2 separate regions of the Hordeum vulgare genome follow, and region 2 is linked to region 1. A link is a contact called in public Hi-C data. All regions are on one chromosome and are shown on one strand. Each heading gives the region's core, a stretch centred on a gene start, on an enhancer-like site or on the middle of the called end of the contact. The rest is flanking DNA. Distances are from core to core; before and after follow the strand shown. Region 1 has its middle 7.8 kb from the start of LOC123401693. Region 2 has its middle 17 kb from the start of LOC123449037.

Region 1 (5,376 bases), core at 2,757-5,256:
GAACAATGAATGAAAGATTTGCTATGGTACAACTGCAGTTATAAGCTGGCCAAAGAAAGATAACGTGAGTTCTTCTTGATTACAAATGAAGTGGAACACTCTACTGATAACTAATTCCAAATTTAAGCAACCTGGGGGTGTAGTGTAGTGTAGTTTGCAAGAAGTTGAATGCCTGCTTGACAATGTAGCATGTGAATAACAGAGGTCACTGCATCTTCCATATGTGACCTGCATATACGAAACAAAATAAATAAGAGAAAGGAATGTGAACAAAAAATATGATTGAGGAATATGAAAAAAAATCTTGGGGTCTTTCTCTTTGAGATTTCATTATGTTGGATTGAATATTTTGGGTTTGAGAACACTTAATGTATGTCTTGCATGTAGATACTCGTGGTGACAATGGAGTATTCTATTGATTCACCTCACATATGTTATGGCATCAACTTGCAGATTCCCATGACATTGGGGGAACTATGCACATGAGTTGATGCATGTTTATCTACTACTTTCTCCGATAGAAATCTTGGAATACTCTTTGAAGTTCTTTGTGTTGGATTTAATATGATGAATCTAAAATTGTTTTATGCATGTCTAATAATCAACTCACGGATACTTATGATGACATTGGAGTATCTAGGTGGCATTAGAGTTGGTTGATGCGTATCGTATGTGTTATTTTAGTACAAAATCTAGGGTTGTTTGTGACATTTATAGGGATGGCTCAATAGATTGATCGGAAAGGATAACTTTGAGATGGTTTTACTACCTACAAAATTTGAACTTATGTTATCCGCTATATAGATACTTTGGAGCGAGTCTTTGTCGCACGTGGAGGAATGGTTATATGATTCAATTATGTTAGCATTGTTGAGAGATTGCACTAGTGAAAGTATGAACCCTAGGCCTTTTTTCGAAGCATTTATATACTGTTTTGCTTGCTATTTTTCACTTGCTACCTTGCTGTTTTTATATTTTTAGATTACAAAACATATATCTACTATCGATACTACACTTGTATCACCATCTCTTTGTCGAACTAGTGCACCTATACAATTTACCATTGTATTGGGTGTGCTGGGGACACAAGAGATTTCTTGTATTTGATTGCATGATTGTTTGAGAGAGACCATCTTTATCTTACACCTCCTACAAATTGATAAACCTTAGGTCATTCTCTTGAGGCAAATTTGTTGTTGTTCTACAAAACTCTGCACTTGAAGGTCCAACAATGTCTACAAGAATAAAGGTGTGTAGCAGACATCATTTTTAAAGCGGAAGACGGCACATCGTGATATCCTTGGAGGCATCGCTTTAGGAAAGACATATGTGCCCATTACGAGGGATCTCTCTACCCTCAAGGTCACTGGATGTCGGGGCAATGGCTCCGGGACAATGCGCCAAAACGGTGGTGTCGAGAAGTGATGCAGGGACGCCCCCATTATGTAGGGATGCTACTAGACATGGTTTGCGATCTATTTTGAGTTATGAAGGCAGCAAGGTCTTTGACTCGGTCTATGAGTTCCAGTGGGGACTGTGGACGATATGTCAGTGCGGCTGCCCCGAAAAATGGTGCAACCATCGTGGATTGCGGGCAGTCACTCTGTGCACCTGGGTTGCAGGTTGTTGGGTCGTGCGACGTTGTAGTTCGTGGGTGAACGGCGGTACGTCAGGGCAATGACCCCGGAAGATGGTGTTGACTGATTGTGTAGGGCGCAATGGAGTGATGGATATCGGGGCGGCGGCTCCAAGATTTGATAGTTTTGAGGGTTGTGACTTCGTGTCGCCTAGGTGATGAGGTTGCCATCGATGCTGGTCGTTGGCAATGCCAAATGACCCATTTGGCACACGACCCTGTGGAGTGCATGCCCTTCATTTCTGCAGGAGAGTCCTTTCGCTACTCTTCTCATAGTAGTCACATAATCTTCTTTCCGGCGGTGATGAAAGGCCGGCTTGTTCGACGGAGCAGGGTCTTCGTTGCTTATGTATATGTGGTGGGTGTTTCTTGTGTTGTTCGACATGTTGCCGACGAGAGTGGTTTGACACTGTGTGCTTTGGTGTTCAAGGGTGGGCTTGACCCTTGATGCATCGGTATTTCCCTCATTTCCCCTAATTAATAGGACAACTCTTTTCTGCTTAGTTAATGGACAAGGCAGATATTTTGCTTCCATTTTAAAAAAAGTTATTCAGACACTTCTCCCTACTGATTTGAACACATGCTCTTGTTATATAAAGGGCTCCCGTCTCGAGTGGACTCTACCAATTCTTCACAAGTCCGCAAAAATGCATACCAAAAGTGAACAAATAAAAGAAAGGTTGTGACCCCAAACGACGACCTTTATGGGCCCATGTGAAAAGAAATGCAGAAACATGCCGACACGAAACAAACGGGACAAGAGAACACGCGACAAAAAAGAATGAGCTAACACGGGGGAGCATGATCGAGTTTCTGCAAATATGAAAGCAAACAAATTAGATGGTTATAGACTTAGGTGAGACATCAGTAAATCTCATCTAGACGAGATTTAGCAAATATGAATGAAAATGTGTAGTTACGGTCTACCCTAGCTACATAGCCGAACCAAAATAGATAGAAACATGGAATAAAAATACACATGGCCCTTCAAGAAAAAGCTACAGCCCACAAAAACTAAACCCAATACGCAAAACTTAAAAAGGTCAAGTCAAAATAGCCATATGAGGCCTCACTGCTTCACTAGGGACGAATAGAAAACACTACACACCAACAACGAGCAAGCCTGAGAAGCATATATATCTAACGCTATATGAGTTAGATGAGACATTGTTACCTCTCATCTAGATGAGAATTGCAAAATCAAATCGTAATGGACCCTCATATCGCGCTGCGTAAACAGCCCAACAAAATATGCAAGTGTGAATAGCCGACAAGTGAACCGGCGATTAGATTTGCACGAAATTTAAACCAGATAGATGACAAATTGAAAAACAAAATCAAGCATTCAAAAAAAGGTTGAATGTCTATAGATTTTTTAAAATCATATATCAAAAAAATTAAGATTTTTCTGATCATGTATATAAAAATATTAATCAAGCATCTTAAAAATAAGGTAGAACAAATATTTCAAAAATGTTATTCAAGCATTTGGGAAATATTCAATGTGTATACAAAAAAGGACCATGTATTAAAACAAATATCATATATATATATAAATCTTAACAAATCATTTGAAAAATGGCGAACAACTATTAAAAAATATTAATCAAGCATTTGGAAAATTTTAAATATGTACAAGAAATGTGGAAGATGTATTCAAAATTTGATGTTTTTTACCATTGTTTGAAACAATTATGCCAACTGTTTGGAAAATGTTAAATGTGTACAGAAAAAACAATGACCATGTATTCAGCAAATGGTAATTCTTTTCTTTGAAAACTGTTAATCAAGCTTTTTTACATTTATAGAGAAAATGATGACAATGTATTCAAATATATTTAATATTGTATTTAAAAAATGTTAATCAACTGTTTAATTTTATTTAAAATATTTATAGGAAAAAACATTTACCATGTATTACATTTTTTTATTTGTAGCAAACATATATGTTAGATGTTTATTAAAAAAACTAAGTTGGCATATAGAAAAATGTAGAATAATGACCAAAAGAATAAAGAAATCAGAAAAAATGTTACAAAATAAACAAAAAGAAATACCAAAAATAAAAAAGTGAAAACAAGGATAAAAAACAGAGATGTAAAAAGAGAAGAAACAAAAGGAAATGAAAAAACAAAGAAAGCAAAGAAAACCGGCTCGAATCACTTTAAGTAGGACGCCTCCCTCATACTTATAGTGAGTGGGACCTAGGCAGAATGGCTAGCAGCGTCTGCGTTTTCGCGGGAGACCAAGGACTTCTCCCAGTTTGTCTGCTATTTTTATATGGTCTGCACGCATTAATGGCCGGGTCAATACAAGCCAGGGATGAAAAACCTTCTGCAAGATCTACTACTTTCTCGCTTGTTACGAGACATAGAGGTTGCGGACGCAGCATGCTCCCCTCGCTCTCCCAGCGTGCTCTTTTGGGCCGGCCCATGCGCGCCAAGTATTACTTTTTTTATTTCGCTCCTTAAGCTTTTTTATTTTTATTTTTATATATAGCTTGGGATTTTGAAAACTTCCAAATTCGACATAAATACAAATTTCGAAAAAATGTTCGAGAAATCATAACAGGATCGTGAATGAAATAAATGTTCAAAAGATTTAAAAAATGTTCTGTAAACCGTAAAATGTTTCCAGAATAAAACAATGTTCGTAATTTTGAAAAACTATTTTATCGTCAAATTATGTTCATGATTTTAAAACATTCATGTATTAACGTTGTTCATGAATTTTTAAAAACTTTTCAAAAACACAAAATGTTGGTGAAATTCAAAAAATGTTCCAAATTACGAAATAACCTTCATCGATTCAACAATTGTTCATTGATTCAAAACATGTTCATGAATTCGAAAAATGTTCTATCATTTCCCAAAAGATGTGTGTAAAATCAAAATAATTTATTCTTTTAATTCCAAAACTTGTTCATGAATTAAAAAAATCAAATTTCAGAAAATGATTGTCGATTCAAAAAATGTTCATGTGTTTCATAAAATGTTCGTAGGTTCAAACAAATGTTCAATTATTTTGGTCAATTCAAAAAATGATTAGTCTATGAAGAAAGTTCCCCCAACTTGAATATGTTCATGGTTTTTAAATATGTACATGAATTTGTATATTGTTCATATTTTTGAAAATTTTCTGAAATTTGAAAATGGTTCGTAAAATGAGGAAGAAAAATGAAAAAGAAAGAAAAGAAAGATAAATGAAAAAATGGAAAATAAAGGAAAAACCAAAAAGAAACATTAAAGAAAAGGAAAAACCAGTAGAACAAAACAAAATATAAAGAAAAGGGGGGGGGGTATAAACCCCAAATGGGCCGGCCCATACACTGGATCGGCGGGTGCGCGCTAGGTCGCTAGCGCGAACTGTTGTATTTCGTATTGGTTGTGAGATACCCCTTTAAGAGAGGGAGGGAGGGAGGGGGGGGGGGGAGAGAGAGAGAGAGGGAGTGGGAGGGAGGGAGAAAGAGAAACGCAAATGAGCCACAGAAAAATGCATCGCGCGACGCGTGCAACAACCCACAGGCAAGATCAAGGTTGGCACGAAAATTACCGCACGAACAGATCGAACAATGCAGAACTTAGATGTGACATCCTTAAAACCATATAAATGTGATTTAACAATTCCGATAAGAAAAAACAGACAGTAATTAAAAACCCCGTCTATGTGGTAGGTGTGACGACCTCGATTTGATCATACGCTAATCATACATGTAAATGCGTACGACCAAGCTCAAGGAC
Region 2 (6,224 bases), core at 1,405-3,904, 390 kb before region 1:
ATGAAGTAAATATGTGCCTCTTGCTGAAGCAAAACGTGTCTCTCATAAAAAAATATATAAAATGAGTTTTTCACTAAAAAAAAGAAAACGCGTTTTTTCAGGAATTTTTTATTTTTTTTCTTCAAAAATTACGAAAGACCGATGAAAAACCATAATATCAATTTTTTTAAGAAAATAACTCTCAAAAAAGGCAAAAACGCATGCAAAAATTTAAAAAACAAAAACTAAATAAAACACTCAGAGCGCGATACGTGACGGCGGTTAAAAACGCGCAAAGTGACGGCGTGCGGGAGTGATCGCTAGAAGGCTTCCAAGAAAGCGCTCGCCAGCTAGTTGCTCCCTTAACGGGCACCTGCAGCGCTGCACAGGGGCTCCCGGTGCAGAGCTCCTATTTGCCGCAAGCATTGAGCCTTTCCTGAAGACAGACACAAATAGGCCTGCCCATTATTCACACGAGCTTATTTTTCTATTTTTGGTTTTTAGTCGCTTTTTTCCAAAACAAAAGTGTTATATTTTTAAAGTTTGATATTTAAAACACTATTTAGAATAGTAAAACATATATTTTGTAAAAAACTCTATGTATTTTGTAAAAAGTTCAGCTTAAAATAAAAAAATCAGCAATGTAAAAGAAAACTGTTGATTTTGTATTAAAAAATGTTCGATGCATAGAACTAAAGTATTCACCATATATTAAAAATGATTTCTGTGTCCAATAGAAATATTCATCATATAATTAAAAAAATTCACTGTACAATATAAAACTTCACCGTGTAGTAAAAACTGTTCAATGTGTATTGAAGAACTGTTCAGTGTATATAACAAAAATATCATGGTATATCATAAGCAAGTTCAGTGTGTGTACGCAAAATGTCCACTGTACAGTAAGCATGATCATTTTACATTTCAAAAGTATTCATCGTATATTACAAAAACAATTCACTGAAATTGAAATGGTACCAAAAATGGAAAGCTGAAAAAAAACTGAAAAGGAAAAAGAATAAAAAAGTAAGAACCAAATCTGAAAAAAAGAGAATTTTAAAAGAAAACATGATAAAAACAACCATGAAGGACACTTGGGCCAGTACCTTCCCGCCTACCCTTCAGCAAAGTCTCAACTATGTGCCGCCTATCAGCAGCAAATAGGATATGCCTTCTGCGTGGCATAGGAGCTCCCGAGTGCCTACGGGGGAAAGCAACTAACCGAGGGGTACCTCTTATGGGATCCCTTTAGGATGTGTTTGGTTCGAAGGATATCCTTTTAGGAACATGAATAACCTTTTTTTTGGTGGCTGCTACCCGTTTGGTTCTGGGGCAAAGAAGGATAGAGACAACAAGATACCCTAAATATTCCTCAAAAACTGGGATGGGGAGACCCGCGAAAAACGAACGGGTGGTGGCAACCACCCCGCGCGCGCTTCGTTCTCTCCTCTGCTTCGTCTGGATCCCAAACCAGGCCGACGCGGCAGGAGGCCATGGAGGTCGGGGCGGCAGGAGGCCGGGGAAGCCGGCGCCACGGCAGGAGGCCGGGGCGGAGCGGCGGCAGGATCCCAGGCCGGCGCGGCTGGATCCTACCCTCCCAACCAAACAAAAAAAAGGGCTATCCCCAACCAGGTGGCTTTTGGAGCATTTTTTTCTGGATTTTTCAATTTTTCGGTTTTCGCATGGCCTTCCTGATATTTTGGAGCAATTTATTTTTGATTGTTTTTGCGTACGAAAAATGTGTTTTTTGGCTTCCACGGGCAGCACCGAATAGTTTTTCATGGAGGCATAGGTTTTCTTCCGCAGGAGATACGGTTATGCCTCTCTAAAAGAAAGAAAACACACACATTTTCTCCTTTTACGAGAGGCACAAGTTTGCTTCTTGTGGAGTTAAAGATTTTCTTTCGCGAGAGTTGTGCCTCTCGGAAAGGAAAGAAAATGCATTTTTTTCTTCCACAGGAAGCACAAATTTCATTCAGTGAGATACATGGTTGTACATCTCGAAAAGGGGAAAATGCATTTATTTGCTTCAACGAGAGGCACAACTTTGTGTCTTATGGAGGCACAGGTTTGCATTCGCGAGAGGCACAACATTTTTTTCATGAAAGGCTCACATTTGCTTCCCATGGAGGCACAGATTTGCTTCCGCGAAAAGAACACCCGTGCCACTAGAAAAGGGAAAATAAAGAGAGAAAACGTGTTTTTGGCCATGATTTTTTTCTATCAGTTTTCTCATGGCTTCTTTGTAAAAAAAAAGTTCTCAAAAACTATTAACATGTTATCTAATTTCAAAGATCTCGAGACGACGAATCCAATGGTGTAAACGGTTCGAAATTTAGACGCACGGTTTAAAAGATAAAATATTCTCAAAACTGAATATATAAAAAAAGAGAAAACTCCCAAGCTGACACTTGTTAGCCCCTGAGGAGGTGGAAGTTACTTTTACAAGGGGTACTCTTAACCTAGCAATTTCAGCCTATTGGGCACAACTTTTTATCAACTAGTGCAAGAGCTAACATGAAGTGGGCTAGCCCAACATCAGTACTTCATTAGAGCATTTACAATTGGATTTCCCATATACATCCTAAACGCCCGGGCCACCCTACCAGGCTCCCCATACCGGGCCCATATCTAGGGAGGATATGGTGACGCCCGAACTTGGGTGCCATGTTGGACTGGTCTATAGGGTCAACGTGGGCATACAGAGAGACCGTTGGTCCGACAGACTCCTCCTTCGGTCCGTGTCATGTGGTGCCGCTCTGGCATCCGCCCGAGGGATCAAGGCCGGCTATTTAAGCTGGATAGCGGCATGCCAATCCTACCCCGCCCCATTTCCTCCCCTTTCTCTCTCTATGGCCGCCAATTCCAATCCGTCTGTTGGTTGCTATGCCAAGTTGCGAGACTAGGACCTACGCCATGCTCACTCTAGAGCAGCGGCTGTAGCACCTGAAGGAGATTTGGCCCAGTCGTTCGTCTCGTTTTACTGCCGACCTGCCTCTAGATTCGTCGGAGCGAGAGGAGGAAGAGGAGCAACTGGGGAAGGAGGGGAGCTGCAACTAGAGGAGGAGGCAAAGCAACAACGGCAGGGTGGAGCAATCGCCAGAAGCGGAGGCTCAACCCATGGAGAAGGAGGAGGCAAAGAGGGCTCCGGGCTTCACCACGAATGGCAGAGTACGAGGTTGTAGAAGCGACGAAGATGGTGGAGCAATCCATCATCCTCGAGTCCATCCAGGACGACGCCTAAGTGGAGGCCAATCGACTCTTCATCCGACAACAGAGGTCGGAGATGGGCACCTCTTCACGTGTAGCTTGTCCCACGACGAGCCGGAGCTGCCACACACGCCCATCTACTCAGAGCTAGGAACGAAGATCTTGGACATCTCCGACGATGAGTAAATGGGATACGTATGTAGTATATAGGGTTAGATCTGCATTGGTTGTATGGATTTGAGGCTTTAAATTTGAAGTACATTGACGAACAGGATTTTTGTTATGAGCCGTCTGGTCACTACCCGCGAACGCCTCCGGGAACGTCCGGATGTTTGGGGGGGGGGGGGGGGGGGGTTTGATGCATCTGGTTGTAAATGCTCTTAGTTCTTCTATGTTTTATACCTGAACTAATTAAAATAATTATATTCCAAAATTTTATATTGATAAAAGTGTTCATTGCTCACTTAAGAAAATGTTAATGGAATGAAAACAGCTCGTGCAACTTCTAAAAACGACAGCATTTGGAAAAAAAGTGTTTGTTGAAATTGAAAAAATAAAGCATTGAAAAATATGTTATAAATTTGTTAGAATAAATGTTCATGTAAATTTAAAATCTGCTTGTGCCATTCAGACAAATATATTTATGACATAAAAAATTAAAATAATTCATAAAATGCCCAGACTTTTTTCAAAATATTTGTAAATACTCATAATGTACGTTACATTTTGAAAAAAAGTTCAAATCATCTATTTGACAAACGTTCAACGTGTATCGAAACAATGTTTCACATCTATACCCAAAATGTACAAGGTGAATTCAAAAAATATACATTTATTGGAAAAAATAAAAAAAACCAAAGAAACCAGTATAGAAACAAACAGACAAAAGTATTTGAAAACTGAAGAAACAAACTGATACCTAGCCTGGGGTTGATTAACAATGAAAGTTGTTATGTAATCTTGGGCCCCTCCCAGGCCTGGGCTCTCGGCGTCCGCCCCTCCCGCCTAGGCCCAAACCCGGGTCTGGTTGTATTTTCTTGTGTGTTTGGTCGAACCCTAGCCGTCAGGAAGGGAAGCTACATTTCTTACCGCGTCTTTCCATCGGTTCCCCTTGTCTCTAGGGGCCGCTTCACCAAGAGAAGCCGGAGAACATAGAGTTGAGTTGACGTGTTGTCTAAGTTATTTTCATGTTAGTTTTGCGTGTCAAAGGTAGCGGAGGCTCGACGATAAACGCAAGACGCGTAGAATAAAAGTCTTATGACTACATCACTAGTCATCATCGCCAATATGGAACATTTGGGGCGGGAGGGGGCTGTGGTCTTTTCGTCTCGCGAATCCTCGATTCTAAATCTGACGGTTCAGACAATTTGGCTTGTCAAGCCATTGTCCACGACAAGTGTAAGTTCAAGTTTCTTCTCGGCAATGCTTCTCATGGTTCACCTTTTCATTCTTGATCTTCTTTGCCGACACTACGGTAACGAAGCCGCGGTTTGACAGTTTACCGTGTAAGGTGTGTGTCCTGGTCGATGGGTGCATTAAATAATCTTATGTTCTCATCCATTCAGGTGGGTGACTTATGGCATCTCCAACGTTGACCCGCAAACCGGACACCGCTTCCATCCGCGGATAGAGGGACCGGTTCACGGACACGAATGCAGGAGGCGACCATCCAACGCTATATGCATACATTTCAAACATGGTTTAAAATAACCGGATGAATTACATGCAACCCGGATGATTTTCATTCAAAACGGACAAAAACATTTCATTTCGCACATATTTAGTTAAACTATACCGGACTAGGTTAAACCTAGTCTAATGCCGACCACGATGGGTCTCCATTCCCACAACATGTCTTCCCCATGTCCGGCAGCCCTCTCGCCGGAACGGTCCTAAAGGGATATGCTTCAGCGAGACGGGAAGAAGCCTCCCTTCGCTTCCATGAAGCACGGATCAAGGTTGGTTTTCGGACGGTGGAAGACGGTTGCCGTGGTCTATGGCTCCACTCACCGGGCCAAACACCGGTTGTGTAACCCGGTGACATGGCTGCACCCGTGATCTACTTTTCCTCGTTGTCCGCATGATGACCGCGGACGTGTCGGCCTCTGCTGACATGGATTCATTCCTCCCTGCCTAACGCATTGTTGCTGGTGCTCGTGGCGGATTTTCCAGGAGATCACGTTGTCCAACCTGGTAAGGTGAAGAGGGGGTGGCTATGGCGATGGTGGTGGCATTGGATCTGAAGGGTTTGTGGGCAAGCCAACCAAAATCGAGCTGGCTCGTCGGGTAATCCAGACTGTTGCATTGCCGAAGAACTCCTTCTTCTATTTGTCGTAGGGCAAGGTGGGTGTCGTGCAAGGAGGAGATGGAGAGAAGTGAGCGAAGGTGGGGTGTAGTTCTTGCCCGGTACGTGGAGAAGTTTATATAGCTGGCAGATGCAAGAAGACAGTAGGAGAGGTGTTTAATGCCGTCTCGCACGGGAACAGATGTGTGACACTCGGGATGCCGAGTAGCTTCCTCGGCACATACGCCGGTTAAATGGGGGTAGGCAATCAGACGGATGCCGTTTCAATGGGGAGAGAAGGCGTGTGCAGCGGATGACAAGCGGGTGGCGTTAAATATCTTCAACTTTTTTTCTAATGAAATGAGAAGTCGTGTATATACTTTAACAAAGCATGCTCTATCGCATGGGGTTGGTCGCCATGTTTTCTTAGGCAATCCGGATGATTTTACTTTCATCATTGTAGACATTATGACGAGTTGAATTAAAACTTTGCGAGATTACCTAAAAATGTTTGTTTCTCATTTTGTCTTACATTTGTTATATTTGGATAATATTCTAAATGCTTATAATTTAAAAAGTAATAAACTGAAATGTGTTCATAGCACATTTAAATATGTTCATCCAGTGCAAAACAATTGTCCGTGCAAATTTATAAAACAATCCAGAAAATCTCCATGACATTTAAAAAAGTATTGCATGGTTAATTCAGCATTTGTAACATTTCAGAAAAAAGATTCAGGTGTTTTGAAAA

Evidence for each region. A called contact is a pair of places that touch in the nucleus more often than the background predicts.
Region 2: a Hi-C map of leaf shows a contact between it and region 1, with 3 times the contacts expected there. The contact joins two enhancer-like sites. A contact is called at or near these places in 2 of 6 Hi-C or Micro-C datasets (leaf and seedling).

The regions. Positions count from the first base shown.
Region 1 is chr1H:491,387,576-491,392,951 of MorexV3_pseudomolecules_assembly, reverse strand. No RefSeq gene overlaps it. Among protein-coding and RNA genes, the nearest start is that of LOC123401693, 7.8 kb to the right of the region's middle. Within about 2 kb of position 4,006, at least 2 of the 3 cell types and tissues checked have open chromatin away from gene starts, as enhancers often do. A contact at or near this core is called in leaf, where this site is marked.
Region 2 is chr1H:491,778,676-491,784,899 of MorexV3_pseudomolecules_assembly, reverse strand. No RefSeq gene overlaps it. Among protein-coding and RNA genes, the nearest start is that of LOC123449037, 17 kb to the right of the region's middle. Within about 2 kb of position 2,654, at least 3 of the 3 cell types and tissues checked have open chromatin away from gene starts, as enhancers often do. A contact at or near this core is called in leaf, where this site is marked.